Regions from separate parts of the Mus musculus genome. Here region 2 is linked to region 1. A link is a contact called in public promoter capture Hi-C data. All regions are on one chromosome and are shown on one strand. The core of a region is the stretch at or near the end of the contact, and the rest is flanking DNA. Distances in the headings are between cores, read along the strand shown.

The links. Promoter capture Hi-C pulls out the DNA fragments that hold promoters and counts their contacts.
Region 2: a contact with region 1 is called in a promoter capture Hi-C map of hippocampal neurons, with 4 times the contacts expected there. The contact joins the promoter of Olfr1389 here to the promoter of Sgcd in region 1. A contact is called at or near these places in 2 of 39 promoter capture datasets (cranial neural crest and hippocampal neurons).

What each region holds. Positions count from the first base shown.
Region 1 is chr11:47,375,970-47,382,264 of GRCm38.p6, reverse strand. It overlaps Sgcd (sarcoglycan, delta (dystrophin-associated glycoprotein)), which reads left to right and starts at 2,940. Exons shown (of 8, transcript NM_011891.5): 1 at 2,940-3,011.
Region 2 is chr11:49,427,263-49,433,557 of GRCm38.p6, reverse strand. Olfr1389 (olfactory receptor 1389) reads right to left here and starts at 3,131. Exons shown (of 1, transcript NM_147066.2): 1 at 2,059-3,131. The coding sequence starts at 3,080. The coding sequence ends at 2,145.

The sequences.
Region 1 (6,295 bases), core at 1,691-4,190:
CAGTGAAAGTGAAGCAGCTGGGAATGCCTCACTGCCCAGAACAGAGATGACATTGGAGCCAAGAGAAGCCTAGTGGAAGAGAGGGCAAAACCTTGACAGCATCCTCCTGGCTCTTCTCATGCTTCAGGACTGCATGCAGACTCACAGTTGTTAATTTAGTACATTCCCCACCCCGCTCCCCCTTTTTTTTCCTTTTGGCTAATTTGAATGAATTCTATCTGCTGTAATCGAGGACTACTCAAGAACTACTCAAGAGAAGGAGACTGAGGAATGAGTTCTACCATCCTTTGCGAAGGGAACCCTGGAGTATTAAACACTAGCTGCAATTAGGTAATTTAAACATTTACTGGGTGCTACACTAGCCACACACCCCCCCCCCCAGTTATTTTACACAACACTCATCATATAAAAATTAAGAACCTAAAACTGTGAGCCTGTTTTCCCAGTGGGTTGCCCTGTCTTTAATAACTTAAACATTGGTAAACCACTCAACATTAAGAACTGTTTAAACTCCATCTTTCATTCTGCTGGAGGAAGCGGCACACAGCTTAATTAAGCACTGGGCGCGCGCCGTCACCACTAAGACAAAGGCAGTAGAAAGAAATCCACAAATAAACATCCAATTCTTTAGGATTTGTAGCAGCTGTTTCCTCTGAATGGTTTCTCTCTCCATGTGGGGATTTCACCTTGCTGCTGGCCCTTGGGGATGGAGCTGTTTCTGAATGTGGGCATTGCAACTGTGAACTATTGTTCTGAGCTTCGTGCTGAAGTCGAAGTCTCTGGACAGCTCTTGGTTCAGCCTCCCAGGACTCACTATGGATTTGATTCTCACTGTGCCTTTCCTACGGGTTAACCTGGAGGAAAGACTCCCGTGCTCTGGTAATGAATGAAGAGTAGCTGCATGGCTGGCTTATTGTTCCAACTTAAACATCGGGGCAGTTTCCTGTGCTTGAGTTGATATGCCCTCTTGAGACAGCAGAAAATAGCGACAGAATTCAGATTTAAAAAAAAAGAAGAAGGGGGGGGTCTAGGTTTTACTCCACCAAAACAACAAAGAAACTTAAGTGATTTATAGCACTGTTGTAAATGTGTCAGTCACCTGGATTTTCCTCAATAAATGGGTAACTACTCCTATAAGGTAGAATTATTAATTTTAATTCACCATTGACAAAAACCAAGGCCCAAAGTATTTAAACAAATTGACTAGAACCTACAGCTGGGACCGCTAGTTAGAGGAGAGAAACAGTTATACTCAGAATTGATTGAAGGCTGCTCACCTGAAAGCTGGGTGGTATAACCTTCCCAGAATACACAACAGTAGAAAGAGCACACATGACAGGGACACAGGGTGCCTTTGCCAGCATCAGCTCTGGCAATAACTGTCTTCGCAACTCCGGATGAATCATCTCATCTCCCTAGGCCTGGGTTTCTCTGTGTAAGATGAAGGTTGGAAACTATTTGTATTGAACAGTCTCTAAGTTCTCTGGCTCTATAATTATTATACCATGACCTCAGATGTATGGGTGTGTCTCACCACATGTGCCTGAATACACACACACACTGGCATGCATGCTTGCAGGAATGCCCACCATGCTTCCCAAGGCAAAAACTTAATTATGCTGAGAAGATTCAACACAATCTGATGCCAAACCCTGAACGCCAGTGAGTTCTAAGATCTACAGCAGCCCACTCAAGAACATATAAATAGTTTTTAAATCTGGTAAGAAAATGGGAAGACAGAAACAAACAAACAAACAAACAAAGAGGGAGGAAAAGAAGGAGGAAAGAAAGAGAAAAATGTTGATGTGTGTGATTTAAATGTTAACACAAAACAAAACAACAAAACTCATACACCAAATGTTTCTCTTTAACCTGTTTTCTGGAACATTAAGTTGAAAACGTTGCTTTGGCTTACCAGATATAGGTAGCTTCCCTTTGGAAGCACATGTGTTTTGAGATTTGTCTCCTTTTTTTATGATAGGAAAGAGAAAATGTCAAAGGTAGACCACAAAACCCAGCAGGAGGTACCCACAACATCTTGAGGGAATGCCACCCAGGAAAGAGAAAATTACAGCTTCACAGATGTAGTATGCATTCTGGTCCCAGGTTCTTTTCTTTTCCTGTCACTTTAACAGAGTTGTCACAGCATGTAAAACGTTACAGCCAGTACCATGTTACCTGCACAGCTTTAGAGCAAAAAGTATCAGAAGTGTCTGAGGAAAATAATTGCATTATTTTTAGTTGCTGCAGAGATAGATGCAGCAGGAATCAGGTGGAGGAGACAACTTGGGAGGACGGAACTGGAAATGCTAAAAATATTGCTTCCCCAGCAACTGAAATTTTAAGCAAAAACTTAGGAAGGGCCAGAGAGGAAGATGGAGTTAGAATTTATATCTCTTCGCTGCAGTCGGTTTGTTATTAAGGTCTGGAAGAGGGAAACACAGGGGGCTTACCCCAGGCAGTGGGGGAATTCCACAATCCACGTGGAACAGGCAAGGTACAAAGAGACAATGTTGAACTGGGGGTCGGGGGAGGGAGGGATGGCATGTCTACTGCATCTAGTACCCAGAGCAAAGTTTGTGTACAGAATGTCTGGGAAATCCAGTTTCTAGAAGCAGCCTTCTTTCTGTGAGTGTGAACCCAGCCGACAGACGCCATGAGCGCTCTTGCAAGGAAAGCTAGGCTGTGTTTGACACACGTGTTTCCCATTGATATCTGGAGACAGCCCAGTAGCTGGGAGTCAGCTTGACAAAACCGGATCGAAGTAGAGGCAGAGTAGGGTTTCAAAGCAGGCAGTGAGAGAGCGGGAATGCTGTTCAGGAAATTCTTCAGGCATGGGCAGGGACTTGGCTGCAGTTGTGCGGCTGGAAAATCTGACTGGGGCAGCTCCTGAGCGCAGGCAGGGCCTGCTCACGGGGGCGGGCTGAGTGGCCGCCTCCATCAGAGCCTCTCAGCTTTCCCCGGGACCACGGGGGACTCTCATCCGCCACTCTGTGAAACAGACAAGAGAGGTAGGGGACCGTGCAGCTCTTGCCTTACCAGCCTAGCTTCCTGAGCCCTGTCTGCTGTTCGTTCACCAACACTGGGGGATTCAGGGGTGGGGAGAGGCCGCGTGTGTACGTGTGAATGAACACATTTCAGCTCATCACCTGGGCAGAGGGACTGGGTGCTTCTAAGCTTTGTCTGCCCGCAAAGGGCCCTTAAGATCTGAGTTTCAACAGCACCCAGGCACTTTTGAAAGTTAGCACTGCACAGCTAACAGCACTGGGGAAGGAAAAGTGTGTGGATTCCTGTGTTGACACCCTCTTCCAGCGCTCTGGAAGTTTCCCTTTCTGCTTCACGGGACACTCGTTTGACTGCAAAGATAATCTCCCATGAAGACATTCCGGTTTTGAATGCTTCAGGGATTTTTAAAGGGGGTGTTCCAAGCAGGAAACCGTTCTCTGCTTTTGGAGGGAATCAGAGTTGGAAGTTTTTATTTTGGAATACACTTTTTTTTTTTTTTTTTTTTGTAGGAACAGATGTGTGTAAGGCTTCCTGGTGTTTAATTTTCGAATGTGTCTTTGACTTTCTTATGTGAGGTTTGAGTAGCAGTAATATATTTGTGTAGAAATATGCTGGATTGTTATTCTGCCTTTTACTTGGTGGAAGAAATAACCTGTAGTTTAGTAAATGTTTCTATATTTTATAACAGATAATAGAGCAATAGCATAAAACAGTCATTTATTTTTGAAAAATCATTGTTAAGAATAGAGGCAAATAGTGTGAATGTTCTATCGATTGCTCCGTTTTATTTTTCCCTAAAACCAGTGCATTAAAAATGTTGACTAGTTTTTAGCAGAAGAGAATCTTGCCTTTCCTCTTCAATTTTTGTTCTTTCTCATATATGTACACTATATTGTAATACATATACACTATATTGTAATACATATAATAAATAGCCTTCCTGGGACTACTACATTGCTCCTTTCTGTGTATGTATTTAGAAGACAAGCCATGCAGTGTTACTATCTTTAAGAGCTTAGCTCAGCTCAGACAAGTTTGGACTAAAGCTCATCCATCCAGTTTTAGGGCTAACTTGGTGATCAGTCCATAGCAAGTCCAGAGGAGACTTGGGCAAGAGCCTGCCTAGGGAAAACAGAGGAAAGTCCTTGAATACTAGGTCATTAGCACAGAGCCACTAGACCTTATGGTTGCTTCTCTTAGAAGACGGGGTGAGTTTAAGTCCGGGTCCAAGAGGCTATTGTTAGTACTGAATGGAGAGGGGTAGATGTTGAGATGTCTCACTTTCTCCAATCCTGGACCTAAGAGGAGTAAAGCAGAAGTCCATGCTGGGGATAGACTTTTCAGACTAGCAGCTGGTACTTTGCTCATAGTTTTGTTTTTGGAGGATGGAATCGGTTCTATGACTGACAGCTGGCTTTCTCAGTCTTGAGCTGTGGCTCACACATGTTTTCCTTATAAACTTCATCCTTGTTTCAGGAGGGGTAGAGTTGGGTAGGGTGGGGCAGGGTGGGGCAGCTTAAAGAATTTCAGGACTCCCTACAGGCGAGGGAGGGCAGTTAGAAGTCAAGCTGGACCATGGCTCTCTTTTCTGGTGCCCGGGCAGATTAGTAACTAAGCTGAACCATAGCCAGGCACCCACTGCCAGTAACAGAGACAGAGTGATCTAGAATGTCATCCCCCTCTAAATTTAGTACGTGTCAAGCTTTCTGCAGAAAGAGGCGTGACATAGCAACTCTGGGTTGCAGGATTGTGCTCGTGCGGAGCAGTGCCCAAACTGGGAAGAAACTGTAGTTTCTCTTTTCAAGAGAGAATCTCAAACTCTCTTGTAATTTGAAAGGAGGAGTCCGGGGAAGAAAGAGGCAGAGAAAAAGAAATCTGATACAGAGGTGGACCCAGTAAGGACAGAGCTGGGCAAAATTAACATGGGGCACAGAGGGAGATCTCTGCCTAGGAAATTAGCACACTTAATAGAATCTACCAGACACTGCTCTGCTGGCCTTCCCATGAAGGTAACTCACAGCCTCAGTGCAGGAGGCTGTTTTACCTTCCTCACAAGGAGAAACATTATGGTCAGCCTACCCTGCAATGCCTTCTGGAAGTAATCAGAAAGCCCATTTTGTAAGAATAGCATTACCCAGAGGGCTCAGATTTCCGAAGCAGGAGAGAAGAGGCTTCTGGGGCCTTATTTTAGCCTGTATTCCTTGCAGAGCTATTCCTGCAGGAACACTGAGTGAAGGGACCAGGTGGACATGAACAAGTCACTACTGGAATGTAGCTATTCCAGGCTCTGCTAGACCTACTTTATTAAAACAAAGTTTTGAAAAAGAAGATGATGCTATATGAGCTTTTTTAGAGCAAAAATAAATGTTCTTTTTTTTCTTCAGAGATATAGGACTGAGAGAAGATTGTGATAGATGCAGAGATATAAAGGGTAGCTAGAAGACAGGTGACAGAGACAAAGACACAAAGTGTGATGTGGAGAGAGAAAGAATAGAAATTAGGTTAGAAGATAGATAGATAGATAGATATCGCAGAGAGAAGTGATAGTATATATATTGGTCCAGAAAGACACAGAGATAGAGAAAGGAGATAAATGATTGGTAGACTAAATTCATGATAATGATAAAATAAATAGAAGATAAATAGATAGGCTAGGTAAGAAGATAAAATACATAGATAATCAACAGACAGACAAGAGGGAGGGCAGAGAGATAATAGATAAATAGATTGGTAGCTAGTTACAGAGACAGAGATTTGGAGAGAGATAAGTAGATGGTAGAAAAGATGGATGATAGATACATAGAAGGAATAGTTAAGGAGATACATAGTTAGAATTGATAGCTAATTGGTGACAGATCCAATGATGGATAGGTAGGTGATGGATGACAGACAGATAGTTGATAGATTTATTATACACATTATCTAATAACACTCTAAAAGCCAAGAACTGCCATGACATTAGTCAATCTGCTGTTGGAGGCCCAGAAAGTGGGGTTTTATCACTCAAAGGGCGAGTGCATAGGCAAGTTTAACTCACAGACTGAGACCTAGAGATTTTTGAACTAGGAGAAGGAGTTCCAATGGGATCTTTGCTAATCTAAGCTTGAGAATCCAAGGGCCCACATCCAGGGAATTATATGTTTGCCAACAGAAGACATTCCTGACAAATGCTGTTCCTGACAAGTCTGGCTTTATAAAACCTGCAGCCAACTGAAAAGGAATGGCTTTGGACTACTCTCTTCTGATGGAGCCTAGATGCATTATTTTATAATCTATGTTGGGATTTTCC
Region 2 (6,295 bases), core at 1,882-4,381, 2.1 Mb before region 1:
GAAAAATATAAGCCTACAACTGTGTACATTGTAAGTCTTCATCTGCAAATTGTTTTAGTTTTTTACTTTATTTATGATAAGATAGATGGATGATAGGTAGATAGGTGATGGATGATAGATGATAGATAGATAGATAGATAGCACTTACTCATGCATCTAATCCTAATCCATCTTTCATGTTTTAAGGCTTCACAATGACAACTTCAACAACCAACTATATCTCTGCGAGAAAAGAAAGAGATAGTTCATAGGTCTGAGGGTTCTGTTGCATGAGAAGAACAACATCTTCTCCCTACATGAAAACTTAACTGTGGTTTACAACATTTGTCTCCTTCAAAATAGTGAGTAGAGGGATTTTGAATGTTCAGCATACAAAGAAATGATACATTTTGAGGTTATAAATATTCCAGTTACCCAGATCTAATTATTACAGATGTGTCTATTGTGATATTGCCATGTGCTTCATTAATATTAAAAAAGTTGAGACTGAGCTGTGCCAAAAAAAAAAATACTGTCTAGGAAGAATCTTGATTATTTCAAACTTAAATCATTAGAGAAAAAAAATTTCAGAAAGGGGCATTTAGATGGCCTTTTCCTAAAACAAACAAACAACAAACAAACAAATGAGATTCCTTGTGGAGACTTGACAACACTCCTCTAACATGAGGAAAAAGACTCAACCACAAGATAGTAGGATATAAAACTTTAATGCACCCAAATAAATAAATGATTTAAAATAATGATTATCTTACACAAGGCTTGACCCCCCAGCCCAAGTATATCTCTTAGAGACATCCCTACATGATTTGAGAGATGCAGTTACTTTGCCATTTCTTTATATGTTATTTACTCTGTGTTTCAAAACATATAAAAAACATTTTGCTTTAGTGATTTTCTTAGGATTTGTACTGTTCTATGAAGATCTCAATGTATATAAAATTTTATTAAAATATCTCTGGGCTTTCTCTTGTTAGTCAACATTTTTATTAATCTGTGCATTATACTCAGTCAAATAGCTACAAATATTAGGGAGTCTACTCTTCTTATGCATTCTTATTTTATATTTTTAATTGAAAAATATAAACTACCTGCAAGATGAAGCTATATAAAATATTTTCCTATATAATCTTAAAGCTTTAAAATCTGCCTTTTCATATTCTTTGAATCAATATAGTGCTTGAAAGTGAAACTTAAAAGCTTAGTTAGAAGGACATAGACACTTTGACTGAAAACCATCCTCTAAACACATGGAAAGGGCCAGTGAGAGGGCCGGAGCTCCACACAGGGCCAGGAGACCACTGATTGCTGTAAACTGTTCTCTGATCTCCACATGTATGCTTTGATGCACTTATACACACACACATGCATGTGATCACATAAATAGGTAGATAGGTAGGTAGGTAGATAAGTAGATAGATAGATAGATAGATAGATAGATAGATAGATAGATGTAAAGCAAACTGTCTAATACATGGGGGAAATAGCCATGATAGAATGTCAAGAACCCATTGTCTCTTTGAATCTGCCTATTTTAGAAACCTTCTGGTTTTGCTTTCTTTCTTCTTTCATATACCTCTCCTTCATGGATCAATCCATTTATGTTCATGTCTTCTCTAGTCTCTTTCCTCTTACATGAAATCCTTTTCATGGCACTGAGCCTCCTGGCACGGTTTCCAAGTAATGTGAGCAACTGGAAGGTCAGTGGGGTAACTACTATCAGGAAATGTAGAAACAGAACCTAAGGTGTTCAGGAATATAGCTAGATTGAATTCATGCCCTATGCCTTTGAGCAAGGGTCTTCTACATGACATTACACTGGAAATCAATGACTTTAGGTTGTATGATGTCATATATAATTAAGGCTTCCTCCACTTGTAGAAATGCCTAGGGCCTTTATCTACTTTACTTCCAGTTTAAATGCAAGTCTTCCCTAATAGTCTTTTGGAACGTAGCTAAATAGATCAGCCTCTCCTCTCTTGTACAAGGACCTTATATACTAACCTAGAAATCACTGCAAGAGACTCCTCCCATTTCCAAATTCCCAGAGGAATGGTTCTGGGACCCTGAGGGCTGTCACTAGTGTCCCTCAAAGGTGGGTTTCAGATTATGGGTGATATCACAGACAATAGTCTTACTTCCTCCTCTTACACTAAGTCTGTGCCTTTCCCAAGTACTTTCCACAGAGCCCCCTTCACATCCTTGTTCCTCAGAGTATATATTAAAGGGTTGAGAATGGGGGTGAGTATAGTATAAAAAACAGCAACAAACTTTCCCTCGTTCTCTGAATATCTGTGGATAGGTTGGAGGTATGTATATATGCCTGAGCCGTAAAACAGAGAAACCACAATGAGGTGGGACCCACAAGTTCCAAAGGCCTTTCTTCGTCCAGCCATTGACTTGATTCTCAGAATTGCTCTGGCAATGTGTCCATAGGAGCCCAGAATCAGTGCAGCAGGAAAGATCAAGATTATTGTTCGGGCCACAAACATCTTGACCTCCGTTCCATTAGTGTCTTCACAAGCCAATTTCAGGAATATGGGCATCTCACAGAAGAAGTGATTCAGCCGATGGCTACAGAGGGGCATGGCCATAACAAGTCCTGTCTGAATCACAGAGTTCACAAGGCCAGAAACCCAGGAGGAGATGGCCAGTCCCTGACACAGCTGAGGGTGCATAATGGTCGTGTAGTGCAGTGGACGGCACACAGCCGCATAACGGTCAAAGGCCATGACCCCCAGGAGCAGACACTCTGTGGAGACCAAGGCAAGGAAAATGAGGAGCTGAGCCACACAGCCTCCATAGCTGATGGTCCTATCCAACCCACAGAGGTTAATGAGAAGCTGTGGTACAGTGCTTGTGGTGTAGCACAGGTCCAGGAAAGAAAGATGGGAGAGGAAAAAGTACATGGGTGTGTGCAATCTGACATCCAGCCTTGAGAGAGCAATGATGGTGGTGTTGCCAAGGAGAGTTAGCAGATAAAAGACTAGAATAAAGACAAAGAGGAAAACTTCCAGTTGAGGGAAATCAGAGAAGCCTACTAATATGAAGCCTTTCCCTAAACTGGCATTGAAAGTTCCCATCGCCTTTCACTTGAACAAAAAGTGGACATTCACGCCTCTGATGAGCAGTGCATGTGAAGAAGACATTATCCTCACGGTTCCCTAAACATTCCAGAATCATGCATAACATTCCCTATTTTACTACCCAATTCCACTTCTGCAGTATTTTTTCTCTTTTCCTCTTTAGAGAGGAGATCACTAGATAGGAGTGAATGGATTTTGTTTGAACTATGGTCCTGCTTCTTATATGTTCTCTGATTTTGTTCTTACCACTCAAGCACTTGAGAGGATTCTTTTGATAGCAATCCTAGGCCTCCTTGTCTAAAGGTAATGTAACTACCACCTCCCTCACAGCATGAGGTTAATAGTCAAATGCACCAGCATGGAGGCTGCCTTTAGGATCCAGTGGGGACCTTTTGGCATGGCTGACTAATGGTGCATTTGTGTAGCTATGGCCCCCAAACAAAATAAAGAGGTAAAACAGAATGTAAAATGTAGCACTAGTGTTTCACTCTCTGCTGTTTTAATTGTTCCTCTTCTCTTTCTAGAAGGTGGAGTATTTCTGCAGATGCGGACTGCAGACTAACAAGGCTGACATCATGAGTCCCTCCTCTGAGCACTCATCTCTTTCCATCCATCACTCCGGGTGCTGTCAATGTGCCAACCCTGGAACACTTCCCATCATTGGCAGCATCTGTTGCAAAGGATTGAGAAAAGTTCAGAATCAGTTTAGTGGTGACTGGTTTGCAACAAATTTTCTTTTTGCAAGTCACTATTTCCCATTATATTTCACTTAAAAAATGTAGCTGGGAAATCCATCCCTGGCCTTTCCAGGAGGAGTTATTTTTTTTCCTCTCTAGAAAAAACTCTTTGTAATGGTTCTGCTCTAGCATTTGTCATTCACAAGAATTCTTTTGTGTGTCTGTGTCTTTCCTTGAGCTATGAGATTCTGGGTGAGAGAGAATATAGTGAGTTTTCAAATAGTAATGTTCTTCTTTATGGCATATAAGAGGCTGCCATGCTGATAGTATTTTCCTTCATGGCTTGCAGTAGATGTCAAAGTGAAAATTTGGGCTCTTCATTTCAACCTCTTACAAACCCATGTCCTCTACTCAGAAGATTAAGCTACAAATGCATTTTAGTAAATTGCAGCCTTGAGAAATACATAAAAGTAGCTTTCAGTGTTGATATTTCTGTGCTAAGAAAAACATCAAATAAGTGATAAGAAAGTTAATCAGAAACCAAGACAAGACACTGAAAGCCAACTGAACTGTCACCTGTGCTCACTGGGAACAGTTTTGGGAAGCTGGTATGTTCCCTCTGTCTTAAACCTGCTGTAGAGGAGGGTCATCGATGCCTCAATGCTGAGAAGTGCTCCCAGGAAGGTACTTAGGTTCCATGCCTGAAAAGTGAGCAACAAAGACAAAATGTTATTGTACAGTTGGCACACCCAGCATAGCTAGGATGGCTTGAATGGCCACCTTAGGCACACATGGCACACCCAGCATAGTTAGGATAACTTGGATGGCCACCTTAGGCACACATGGCATACCCAGCATAGCTAGGATAACTTGGATGGCCACCTTAGGCACACATGGCATACCCAGCATAGTTAGGACAGCTTGGACGGCCACGTTAGGCACACGCATACATCAAGCTCTGCAGTCAGACTCTGAACTTTGCTTTCCCTACTTACCTGTCACTTGTTCCAAGGGACTTGGTTCACTTAATTTAAAAAAAAAACCTTGTTCACAATATTTTGGTGGATATTAATGTCAAGTACATCCTAAATGACAAAAACATGTTGCAATTAGTTTCAGCATTCTCCGTCTATACCACTGTTCTGCAAGTACTGTCCAACTGGGTCTGCAGAATTTATTCCGTGCTGCATTTCCATGCTCCAGTGCTGTTCCCAAGGCAGGAAAGGCTCCCAACAAATATTGTTAAATCAATTAATAGACACATTATATAGCTTGACTCCAAGTCTGGTATACACAAGTGCCCCCAAAATGTTTATTTTCTGAGTCAGAAAATAAGAATACATCTGTCCTACATATAATTTAGTCATACAAGAATTCTTAGTCATCCATGATCTATACGTTCATTGCTGGTTATAACAGCATTCAGACATGCTGATGACTTTTCAAATGAATAAAACCTCAAGCACATTAAAATTCTGAAACCACAACTCAAAAGGATCTGAATATAATGAAATGTGAATACATAAGCTACTATGGTCAATTTGACAATGTTGTCAATTGTCAATATCAACACTATTTCAGTAAGATGGTATAGAAGAGGAAAAATCAAATTTAGTTTTACCACTGCATCAGACAAACATGCATAGAGGGTATCATGCTGAAATCTTGATATTTACTTACTTAATATGTAGAAAAGATGACTTCTGAGGTAAGATGGAGGTTTGTAAACTCTCTATATGACTGTGAGAACACAGAAGAACTGGCTCAACTCCAAAGAGTGATGGAGGAAAAGCACCAGGAATCACGTAGAGCAAAGGGGAACTAAGAAGTAGAGAATCAGAAAAGCCACCGAGTGAGAAGTACGGAACATGGTTCCAGCCCCAACTAGCAGCCAGGGGGAGTAGAGAAGGCCAAAGCCACAAGTTGTAGGGAAGCCAGTTAGCTCTGGTGAAAACACACCCTTGGCTTCAGCCAGAGGGTAACCCCATAATTCCCACAAGCTGTAAATGCACTGGGGGAGTGCGTGTGATGGTAACTATCCTTGGGAGGCCAGAGAACAACGAAAAGCAGATATGTTTGAGTAATCCCCCTATCTCAGAGAGTTTTAACCGAGCATCATCTTGAGAAGGTGCCTGTGTGAGATCAAGCTGCTTTGCGAGCTGAAAAACAAGTAACAGTTGGAAGTCAGAGACCCACCGGGTGTTTAGATGGAAGACAACATCAACAGGGAATAGTGGAGAAAGGAAGTGAGGAAGTGTGGGCTTTTCTATATGTACTCTTTCTCTGAATATTTATTAAAAGTGTCAGGCACTGTAACTAGGCAGATAGCTATTCTAATCCAACAGAGCTGGCCTGGCCTTCTTCCCAGCCACTAGTCACACTATATTCCAATTTAGTCTCTCTTTGACTTCACCTTCTTTATTTGTGTCCGATTCTCTCTCTCTCTCCCTCTCTTTCTGCCTGGAAGTCCCATCTTTTCCTCCCCTGCCCAGCTATTGGCTGTTCAGCTCTTTATTTGACCGATCAGAAGGTGAT